Regions from separate parts of the Mus musculus genome. Here all the other regions are linked to region 3. A link is a contact called in public HiChIP or PLAC-seq and promoter capture Hi-C data. All regions are on one chromosome and are shown on one strand. Each heading gives the region's core, a stretch centred on a gene start, on an enhancer-like site or on the middle of the called end of the contact. The rest is flanking DNA. Distances are from core to core; before and after follow the strand shown. Region 1 has its middle 11 kb from the start of Gm4925. Region 2 holds the start of Spic (Spi-C transcription factor (Spi-1/PU.1 related)). Region 3 holds the start of Dram1 (DNA-damage regulated autophagy modulator 1).

Region 1 (3,454 bases), core at 876-3,375, 360 kb after region 3:
CATGCCCTAAATAAACTCTATTCTATACTATATGGGTGTGTGTCTGGTCCCTCCGGGGGAGGGGATGCCTCGGCATGGGACCACTGAGGCACCCCCTTCCCCCACACTGGATCAGAACATATTCTTACAGCTCTTTCTCATTTTATGATCACAACAGCAGGTGCATGTTCGTATACACACACACACACACACACACACACACACACACACACACACACACACACACAGGAGAGAGAGAGAGAGAGAGAGAGAGAGAGAGAGAGAGAGAGAGAGAGAGAGAGAAAACAAAAACATTTCACTTTACTTTCTGGGAGTTTTTTCTTTATTTCTACTGTATTTATTTGCTGAATATTTTGATTAGAGGATAGGAGTCTGAGTCTAAAAACAGTTTCAAATGGTTAATAAACAGACGACTAAGATTCGTGTGTGATGTATGTTCTACCCAAATCTGACATTGCCTTTATTAGGTATTTCATTTAGCTGAAGTAGTGGTGTTATACACGATTCACCATGATTGAAAATGTTTTTAGAGGCCAGGAGTGGTGATGTTTGTTGTGTTTTATAAAAAGAAAAAGAAGCCAGGGATGTGTTTGATAGATGCTCCCTATGGTGCAGGGTGGGGGTGGGGGGTGCAGTGGGAAGGGGGGCCTCTGTAGGCCCATGCTGAGCCATCCCTTCCTCCTGAGGCTCCAGCCATAGTATAGAATAGAGTTTATTTAGGGCATGGGAGGGAAGTTGAGGGAATAGAGACAGAGAGAGACTCTGGCCATGAGCACATGGAGACGGGGGAGGGGAATAAGGAGAGAGAGGACAGAGAGGGAAGAGAGGAAGAAGAAGAAGAGCAAAAGAGGAGGGGGCAAGCAGCCTCTTTTATAGTGAGTCAAACACATCTGGCTGTTGCTAGGTAACTGTGGGGTGGAGCCTAGAAGAAATGCTAACAGTGCTGCTGGCTTTTAGTCCCAACACATAGAAAGCAGAGGCAGGCAGATCTCTGTGAGTTTGAGGCCAGCCTGGCCTATAAAGAGAATTCAAAGAGAGTAGAGCCAAGGATGTTACACACACACACACACACAAAAAAAAAAACCCTATCTCAAAAACCATGGTGATGATATAAAGATTTGATGTTTTCAGAGAGGCAGGAGAGATGGCTCGGGGGCTAACAGCACTGTTCTTCCAGAGACTCCACTACAGTTCCCAGCAGCCATGCCTCATCTAACAACTGCCTATAACTCCAGCTCCAGGGCATTTAACCTTTTCTCTCTTCAGAGAGTACCATAAACACACTCAGGCGCGTGTGTGCGCACAGACACACACACACACACACACACACACACACACACACACACACACACTAAATATGTATCTTTAAAAAATGCTTTCAGATCTGTGGGATTAGTACTTTACAGTTTTTACAGTAAACTTCAATAACTCGCAACTAAACTTCTGCCGGATCAATAATTTGGTCATGTACAACAGAGTTCTTTCCTCTGCCAAACATAATAAATCAATATTTGATTTATGAGATAAATACTTCAAGTTTGGTTAAAGCAACAGCAACCAAGTATTCAACAGAAATGCAAAGTAGGGTGGCATGTTCTGAAAGTTTTCTAACTTTTTCCCACAATACTGACTTAGGCAACATTCAAAACACTTCCTTCTTTTAACTTTAAAATTTGAAATAACTTCTCTATATTGATAGTAACATTGGCTGTTTTCCGGGCAGGGAGTTCACACTATTTTTTGGCATGTAATTGGAATAAAGCAAATGTTTAAAGAGGCTGCTGAAATCATCCCACCAAGCAATGCTCTATGGAGCTAGTTTTTATTTAAGTGATGCCAAAAATCACATGAGAAATATGCTCTGTGTGTTTGAACTGTGGGGCAGAAGCAGTGATAGCAAATATCCTTGTGTTTGACTCTGAAGGGAGAAAGTTGAATCTCAAGATAAACTTACTTTCAATAGCCCTAATACTGTTAGCTGAAGAGCAGAGCAGACTGCTGTTTACATTAGACTGCTTCTCTCAAGATTAGGGGAATTCCACATTGACTGTTTTCTCCACAATCTAGAAAACAATGCTGTATTTTAAAACATCTGATTTCTTTCTGACACATAATGCCATGATGAATCATTTATTCATTCAAATGTTCAAGCATGACTCTTTTGGGTATTTATTATATGTGAGGCACTGTACTAGGTTTCATAAGAAATGAAGGAAGAGAAAGAAAGAAAACAGGAAAACAGAACAAAAAGGAGGAAGGGAGGGAGGAATAGAGAAAGGAAGAAAGGAAGGAAGGAAGGAAGAGAAAGAAAGAAAGAAAGGAAGGAAGAGAGAAGAAAGGAAGGAAGGAAGGAAGAGAAAGAAGGAAGGAAAGAAAGAAAGAAAGAAAGAAAGAAAGAAAGAGAGAGACAAAAGAAAGAAAGAAAGAAAGAAAGAAAGAAAGGAAGGAAGGAAGGAAGGAAGGAAGGAAGGAAGGAAGGAAGGAAGGGAAAAGAAAGAGGGATGGAGGGGACAAATGGGAGGGAGGAATAAATAAGTAAAGAACAAGAAAGAAAGGAAGAAAGAGGAAGGAAGGAAGGAAGGAAGGAAGGGAGAAGCTACAGAGCTAGAGTTATTGCTCCCTTGGTAAAGTTCTTGCCTGGCAGGTGTGAGACACTGGTTTTCATCCATGGCACCACAGGACTCTAGTTTTCTTTCTGTTGCTGTAATAATGCACTCAAATAGCAACTTAGGGTGAAAAGGGTTTATTTGGCTTACACTTCCAGTTCAAAATCTGTCACTAAAGGGTGTCAGGGCAGATTTTCAAAGCAAGAACATGGAGGCAGGAACTGTGGAGGAATCCTGCTTCCTGGTTCCTTCTCTGGCTCACTCATGAACTCATGCTAATTGCCTTTTGTATGCCTAGGTCAACCGTAGGAATGTGCTGCCCACAGTGGGCTGGGCCCTTGTCAATTATGTCAGGATAATCCATAATCCTTCACAGACATGCCCACAGATCTACCTTATAAAGACAGTATGGACATATGGACCCTCCACATCCCTTTCTTAGACAGAATTTTTCTGTGAAGCCATGGATGGCCTCATATTCTCAACATCCACTTGCCTCTGTCTCTAGAGTGCTGGGATTGAAGGTGTGCACCTCCACTCCTGTAAGCCAGCCCCAATTAAATGTAGTCCTTTGTAAGCGTTGCCTTGGTCATGGTATCTCTTCACAGCAATGGAGACCCTAACTAAGACATCTTCCTTATCCAAATGACATGGATCAGTTGAACAATTCTTTTTCTAGTTTTGTGTGGGGTTACTTGTGCAGCTCAGTTTCTGTCTCAGTTGACTCTTTCTAGGTGATTGTAGGTTGTGTCAAGTTCATAGTTAATGCTAATTAGGACTCACAGGTTTTTTTTTTAAAGAACAGTGTATAACTGGATATTTGTATAAACCCAATAACCAAATATAGT
Region 2 (3,241 bases), core at 539-3,038, 330 kb after region 3:
ACTATACTCGTTTGGTCTCTGGTACTAGGATAAAACACCCTGACCAAAGCAACTTGAGAGACAAGGCTTTATTTCATCTAACCTTCCTTTGACATCATCCAGGGTTGTCAGGACATACACCACAGAGGATGTACTTGTTCAGCTTGCTCGCTTTCTTACCTAACTCAGGACCACCTGCCGAGGGGGGTAGCATCACCTGCAGTGGTCAAAGCCCCTCTCACATAAAATCATTAATTAATAAAAAGATCTACAGGCTGACCCATAAGCCAGCTTAATTGAGACATTTCCTCAATTAAGTTTCTTCTTCCCAGATGACTTTGTACTCAGGCAGCAAAAACCTAACTAGTGGGAGTTCTGGAAATTTAAACTCTGGTCTTCAAGTTCACAGCAGAAGCACATTTGCCTGCAGAGCCATTGACTCGGCTCCTCTAACTTCTTAAATGTGAAGACAGCTGATGTTAATCACTGTCGCTGCGTAATTGATGACACAGAAATAACTGGAACATATTTAAGAATTCCAACGACTTATTTTATACACGGGGCATGGTGGTGTAGAGTTCCAGTAAACACTGGGTTTCTGTGAGTTAGAGGCTGTGTGTGACTTTTTCTTTTTTTCTCAAGGAAGAAAGATTCACGCTATTATTATCCCTTCTTGAGATTTGTATTTTCTCTAAGACACCGGTTGTCAGAGATGACCTTAAGTTCTCCATCCTCATGTGACTTGCTGAATGGTGTAACAAAGAAAAGCCACATAAGAAAGTGTGGGACTTTAACACAGATTACTTCATCATTAAACATAGGCTCAAGTTCTTACCCTGTAATCCTAGCTGATACTCTTTAGTATTACTTAATATTCAACATTTAATACTGATTAATACAGTGAGATGACAATACATCATCTTTGCACTAGATCACTTAAAAGAAAACATAAGAAGCCAGGCGTTGGTGGCGCACACCTTTAATCCCAGCACTTGGAAGGCAGAGGCAGGCGGATTTCTGAGTTCGAGGCCAGCCTGATCTACAGAGTGAGTTCCAGGACAGCCAGGGCTATAGAGAGAAACCCTGTCTCGAAAAAAAAAAAAAAAAAAGAAAGAAAAAAAGAAAAGAAAATGTATAAATTATAGTTTAGGCTATGTTCTTTTTTTGGGGGTGGGGTGGGGGGTGATCTCTTTACTCTTTTCACACAATGACAGTGTAGCCTGGTCTAAGATCACACACTCATTCTGTAGTCCAAACTGGTCTTAAACTTGCCAATCTTCTTGTATCAGCCTCCCAAATGCTGAGATTGTCGTCGTGCGCTAGCCCACCCATCAAATGAATACTATCAGTGTTAGGTATTTTTTAAAAAGCCATTCATGACTTTTAAACTATGACCTCACCCTGTAGTGCTGAAGGTTATTGTATTTTGAACTCACTCTTTAACAGCGCCTAGAGTATGAGAATAGAAGCAAACTCTTTTTACTAGCTCCCGAAAACAAGGTTTCTATGAACTGTAAATAAAGGAGCTTAATCAGTTTAATTAGAGTTTGTGTTATAAAGACCCACAGCCTCTACAGCCTCAAGCCTGCCTTTCCATTCCAAGCAGTATTTCAACTGATGATTCAGCTTTAGCTTATCAATGGCTTACTATTTCTCGCAGCGGAACAGACAGTAAAACAATAGCCCAAGAAACATTCATCCCAAGGAGAAAATGGAACACTTAATACAAAGGTTCAGGGAAGACATAAACTGAACACTTACCAGGAAAACCAAGTGGCGATATCTGTACTGAAATGTCAAGGACGCTATCAACAACACCCTGGCAGAGTCGCATTAAATAGCTATTTTTTAAGGAAGTGCTGCAAAGGGGATTTTTTTTAAAAGGCACAGTGCCTGCATAATTCTACTTCTTGATGTGACCAAGTAAGACACCAGGGGCTATTATTTTGAAAGGACATGTAATAGTTAGCATTCTCTGGGGCATTAGAATCAAACTCAAGGCTCAGCACCCAGTCCCCACAACATTCTCCCCCCCCCCCCAACACTCCACTCACTCCTCTGAGCTGCTAACTCCATCCAGAAACCTCTGACCTTAGCCACCCCTCTTTTCTCACTTATATCATCTCTCCCAGTTTTGGACTTCACACTCTAGACTATGGACTTCTTCTCAACAGCCTGCCTACGAGCCCTTTAGATCAGGCTCCCCACAATAAACCAGCACTTGATTGTAACCCTTCCTTTGAGACTTAGAGCCCCAGCCCCCACATGACAGCATTTGGTGTGACCAACCTAAAGCTTAGTTCTCACAGTTGACTCAAGAGGGAGTTTAAAGGAGACCTGAGACAAAGTCAAGACTCTTACGTTCAAACCTGATGAGCTACGTTCAGCTCCCAAACTTACAGAGTGGAAGAGAGAACTGACTCCTTCAAAAGACTAATTGTAGTATCACACTCAGTATCAGGCTTACGTACTACTCAGGAGAGGCGGGAGGACCACTGTACGTTTAAGAACAGCCTGGGCTACATCACATCACAAGAAGGAAAGGGCTACAACTCAAGAAAAGAAAGGAAAAGAAAAGGGGAGATGACTCAGAAGTTAAGAACACTGGCTGCAGACTGGAGAGATGGCCCAGCCGTTAAGAGCACTGACTGCTCTACCGAAGGTCCTGAGTTCAAGTCCCAGCAAACTACAAGGTGGCTCACAACCATCCATAATGAGATCTGACATCCTTTTCTGGTGACAGCTACAGTGCATTTACATATAATAAATAAATCTTTGGGCTGGAGCAAGCAGGGCTGGAGCTCAATTCCCATCAACCATATGATGGCTCACAACCATCAGCTACAGTGAGCTCTTCAGCTATAGTGTGCTCATCAGCTACACAGTGTGCCATCATCCACAGTGTGCCATCATCCGCAGTGTGCCATCATCCACAGTGTGCCATCATCTAGTGTGCCATCATTCACAGTGTGCCATCATCCAGTGTGCCATCATCCACAGTGTGCCATCATCCACAGTGTGCCATCATCCACAGTGTGCCATCATCCGCAGTGTGCCATCATCCACAGTGTGCCATCATCCACAGTGTGCCATCATCCACAGTGTGCCATCATCTAGTGTGCCATCATTCACAGTGTGCCATCATCCAGTGTGCCATCATCCACAGTGTGCCATCATCCACAGTGTGCCATCATCCACTGTGCCATCATCCACAGTGTGCCATCATCCACTGTGCCATCATCCACAGTGTGCCATCATCCAC
Region 3 (3,462 bases), core at 94-2,593:
CCCCTACCAGAGCCGTGTCTCTAGTTGTATATGTAGCAGAGGATGACCTAGTCGGCCATCAATGGGAGGAGAGGGCCTTTCTTTTGAAGATCATATGCCCCAGTACAGGGGAATGCCAGGGCTAAGCAGCAGGAGTGGGTGGGTTGGGGAGCAGGGTGGGGGGAGGGTATAGGGGACTTTGGGGATAGGGTTTGAAATGTAAATGAAGAAAATATCTAATAAACAAAAAAGGAGGATCAAGCTGTTGTCCCAGCTGTGGATAAAGGACCCTCAGGAAAGACGGAGACTAAGTAGGAAACAAAGTAATAAATAAGGGCAAGAAACTTCACAGGTTTTGACAACTTGAGGACTCTGACTTTAGAGGCACCAGGTCCAGAGGAGTATGAGGCAGGTCCATCCTAAAGGTGCTGCTGTTGGCACAAGGGGTCCAGGGTTGCTTTTACGCCAATGACCTACTGGTGTATCTCCACCAGTTTAAACCTCCATTTTCTTTCATGGAAAAGAAATTTTAGCTGTTAGAAATGAGCCCCCTGTGGTGGTGAAGACTTTTAAATCCCAGCACTAGAGAAGCAGAAGAAGGTAGACTTGTGTATACCACCCTAGACTTCAGGCCAACCTGGGCTACATAGGGAGATCCAGTCTCAGAGACAGAGAGGGGGAGAGGGAGGGAGGGGAGGAGCCAGGAGTTGTTGGGAAGAGAAATAAGTGAGCGGTTTGCCACATGCCTGGATCTACTTACAATAAATGGTATCTTAGGAACTCTCCTTGTCTGAGTGTCACCAAAGAAGGCTCTCCCCAAGATTTTATCCCATACCCCAGGTCTAAAGGTGCCACCAGCTGTCTAGCTGTCTGCTTGATGCGCGGCTCTGAGCACTGTTTCTCATTAAAGGCAGAACCCACACGTGCTTCCTGACTCTCTAAACTTGCCCGGGGATCCCAGAGATTATCTTGTCACACCTTTCCACTACCTCAAGAATTTCCACTACCCATGCCTGGCTTGCACGCCTTCCCTCCCTCTCAGCTCACCTGGTCCCTCCCTCACGCTCCTCTTGCCCCTCACCTGATATAGGGGAGAAAGGGGTTGACGTGCCCAGAGAGCACCGCGACCACGTAGGAGATGATGAAGGCTGCGGACGACCAAGTCACCAGGAGGAAGGGGACGAAAGCCATTCCCCTGAGGAAGCACAGCATCGCGGTGAGAGGGCGCTGAGCTCGTCGGACCAAGAAGCTGGCTTGCTGCGGACTGCCTGGAGGCGGTGGCCAAGACACAGACAGCTAACGGCGCGGCGGGACAGAGACTCCGGGACGGCCGGGACAGGCCCAGCCCCGGAGGGAGGGAAGCGCTCAGAGACCCGAGGGCGGAGGGCGGACGGGCAGCCGGGTGGGTGGGGCGCGGGCGGTCCTGGCTTGTTGCGAAACCGGTGAAGTCACAAAGCGGCAGCCTGGTCCCGCGGAGCTAGAGCGCGCAGCCACCTCCCCGCCCACGCCACGCCACGCGGGACCGCTCGGCTTCCTTTCGCTTTTGCTTGATACAGCGACGGGTGGGTGCGGCGGGAGACGCGGGACCCCGCGAGGCTGGCCAGCTCTTGGGCAAGTCCCGCCAAACTGGCTGGATTCCCAGCTCCTCCTTCCCTTGGGGGTTTTTCCTCTGAGCCTCTCTCTCCAGCACCCACTGAGCTTCCTTCCAGAGCCTTGGCCACCAGTGATGCGCACCCCATCGGGTCCCGCTATGGGTTCTGGGGTTCAGGCAAAGGGGCTCAGTGGTGTTTGGGCCACTGGGCATGGACGTCACATACACCTTTGTGATAAGCAGCGGGAAAGCCAAATCGCATAGTAACCAGGCCTGATAGCACAAGTCTGTCATCCCTGCTGCCTGGCTACTAAGGAGGCTGAAGCAGGAGGATCACAAGTTCAAGGTCTGAATTCGCAGCTTAGTGAGCCGCCCTCTAAAGAGCTGGAAATTTAGCCCAATGGTAGAGCACTTGCCTAGAATGGACAAAGGATCTAATTCAGGCAAGTGACAGAAAGGGTTGGATCCAGCCCTGGCCCACCCACCAAAAGCTACTTGGAGTATATATCTGTTCCCACCAATTCTACTTGGAGTATTTATTTCCTAGCAGCAAGACAAGATGACTTGATCCATTTCAGATCCACCCAGCCAGACACCACCTAAACCAAACCAATTGGTGTTCCTGAAGCACTGGCCAGCTCTGCGGGTCTGAGCTATAGTTTGGGAATTCTGAGCCCACTTTTGGCCATAGATGACCTAATACAGGTTCATCTCAGCCACATAAATGTGCCTTGTGTGCCATACCATGCTAGGGAATAGCCTACAGGGATTGTGAGTTCCTGTCCTGACTTCCTTTGGTGATGAACAGCAATGTGGAAGTGTAAGCTGAGTAAACCCTTTCCTCCCCAACCTGCTTCTTGGTCATGATGTTTGTGCAGGAATACAAACCCTGACTAAGATACAAGGTAAAGCTGTATACCCAAAGACAAATGCAGACTACTTAAGGGATTTTTGTTAATTACAATGAATATGCTAATTTTGAGGAAAGCCAGCATAATGATGATTCATTTCAATTGCCAACTTAATGATATTAGGAGATACCTAGAATATTAATGTAACACACCATGGATGTGTCTCTGAAGGCATTTCCCAAAAAGGCTTAACTTCAAGCAAGCAGCACCATCCCATGGGCTCTGAGTGAATAAAAAGGAGAGGAAGAGAAAGCCAGGGGAACATTTTCTCCCTCCCTCGGTGCTTCAGATCAAGTTGGTCTACTGTGTGACTTGCCTGCCATGGTGGGCCGAATTCCTGTGAACTGTGAGCCAAAATAAGTCCTTCCACCTTTAAGCAGCCTTTTCTTAGGTAATTAGTCACAGCAAGGACAGTAATGACTGCAAGTGTGTATGGGGACTGACAACCAAAGGCTGCTGGTGCCAGAAAGCAAAGAGGCAATTAAATCCAAGGCAACACCAAAATCAATCTATTTAGACTTGCCAACAAAAGCATGTCTTGGGTTTCAGGAAATTAGATCATATCGGTCACAATGGAAGACGGAAGGGTTGAACTGCTATGCTATGCAAAAGCCTGCAGCCAACTTTAGGTACCTGGGCTTTCTCTTTCTCCCACTTCTCTATAGGTTTACATATTTATATTGTGTGTGCACACATGATAGCTTGTGCTCAGGCCATGGTATGTGCGTGAAGGTCAGGGCTACTTAGAAAAGCCGAGTCTCTCTTTCTACCATGTGGGTATGCGGATTCTGGGGAATCAAACGTAGAACATCAGGCTTAGCCACAGAGCTCTCTTGCTGGTCCCCAACCAGGACTTTCTCAAAATCTATTCACATGTCAAACATTAGCTAAGAGACGCAGGTTCAAAGGTCTTCATCGGCCTTTGTAGAGACTTAGTCCTTAAAGAATTTGGAATAAGCTTATTAGGTTTTTTTGTGGTTT

What was found. Promoter capture Hi-C pulls out the DNA fragments that hold promoters and counts their contacts. HiChIP or PLAC-seq counts read pairs in DNA pulled down with a chosen protein or histone mark.
Region 1: a CTCF HiChIP or PLAC-seq map of the NIH/3T3 cell line shows a contact between it and region 3, with 8 read pairs. The contact joins the enhancer-like site here to the promoter of Dram1 in region 3. A contact is called at or near these places in 6 of 39 promoter capture datasets (the 3T3-L1 cell line, embryonic stem cells, hematopoietic stem and progenitor cells and 3 more), 2 of 15 datasets of contacts at CTCF or cohesin (the NIH/3T3 cell line and large pre-B cells), 5 of 484 Hi-C or Micro-C datasets (LSK cells, Th2 cells, embryonic fibroblasts and 2 more), 5 of 115 datasets of contacts at active chromatin or transcription factors (bone marrow-derived macrophages, embryonic forebrain, embryonic stem cells and 2 more) and 4 of 9 other capture datasets (adipose tissue, liver, macrophages and 1 more).
Region 2: a promoter capture Hi-C map of pre-B cells shows a contact between it and region 3, with 2.8 times the contacts expected there. The contact joins the promoter of Spic here to the promoter of Dram1 in region 3. A contact is called at or near these places in 10 of 39 promoter capture datasets (the 3T3-L1 cell line, the C10 cell line, the HPC-7 cell line and 6 more), 1 of 484 Hi-C or Micro-C datasets (the G1E-ER4 cell line), 4 of 115 datasets of contacts at active chromatin or transcription factors (bone marrow-derived dendritic cells, bone marrow-derived macrophages and embryonic stem cells) and 3 of 9 other capture datasets (liver, macrophages and pancreatic islet).

The regions. Positions count from the first base shown.
Region 1 is chr10:88,717,961-88,721,414 of GRCm38.p6, forward strand. No RefSeq gene overlaps it. Among named protein-coding and RNA genes, the nearest start is that of Gm4925, 11 kb to the right of the region's middle. Within about 2 kb of position 2,126, at least 13 of the 459 cell types and tissues checked have an H3K27ac peak or open chromatin away from gene starts, as enhancers often do. A contact at or near this core is called in the NIH/3T3 cell line, where this site is marked.
Region 2 is chr10:88,681,235-88,684,475 of GRCm38.p6, forward strand. Spic (Spi-C transcription factor (Spi-1/PU.1 related)) reads right to left here and starts at 1,789. Exons shown (of 6, transcript NM_011461.3): 1 at 1,741-1,789.
Region 3 is chr10:88,355,732-88,359,193 of GRCm38.p6, forward strand. Dram1 (DNA-damage regulated autophagy modulator 1) reads right to left here and starts at 1,344. Exons shown (of 7, transcript NM_027878.2): 1 at 1,061-1,344. The coding sequence starts at 1,191.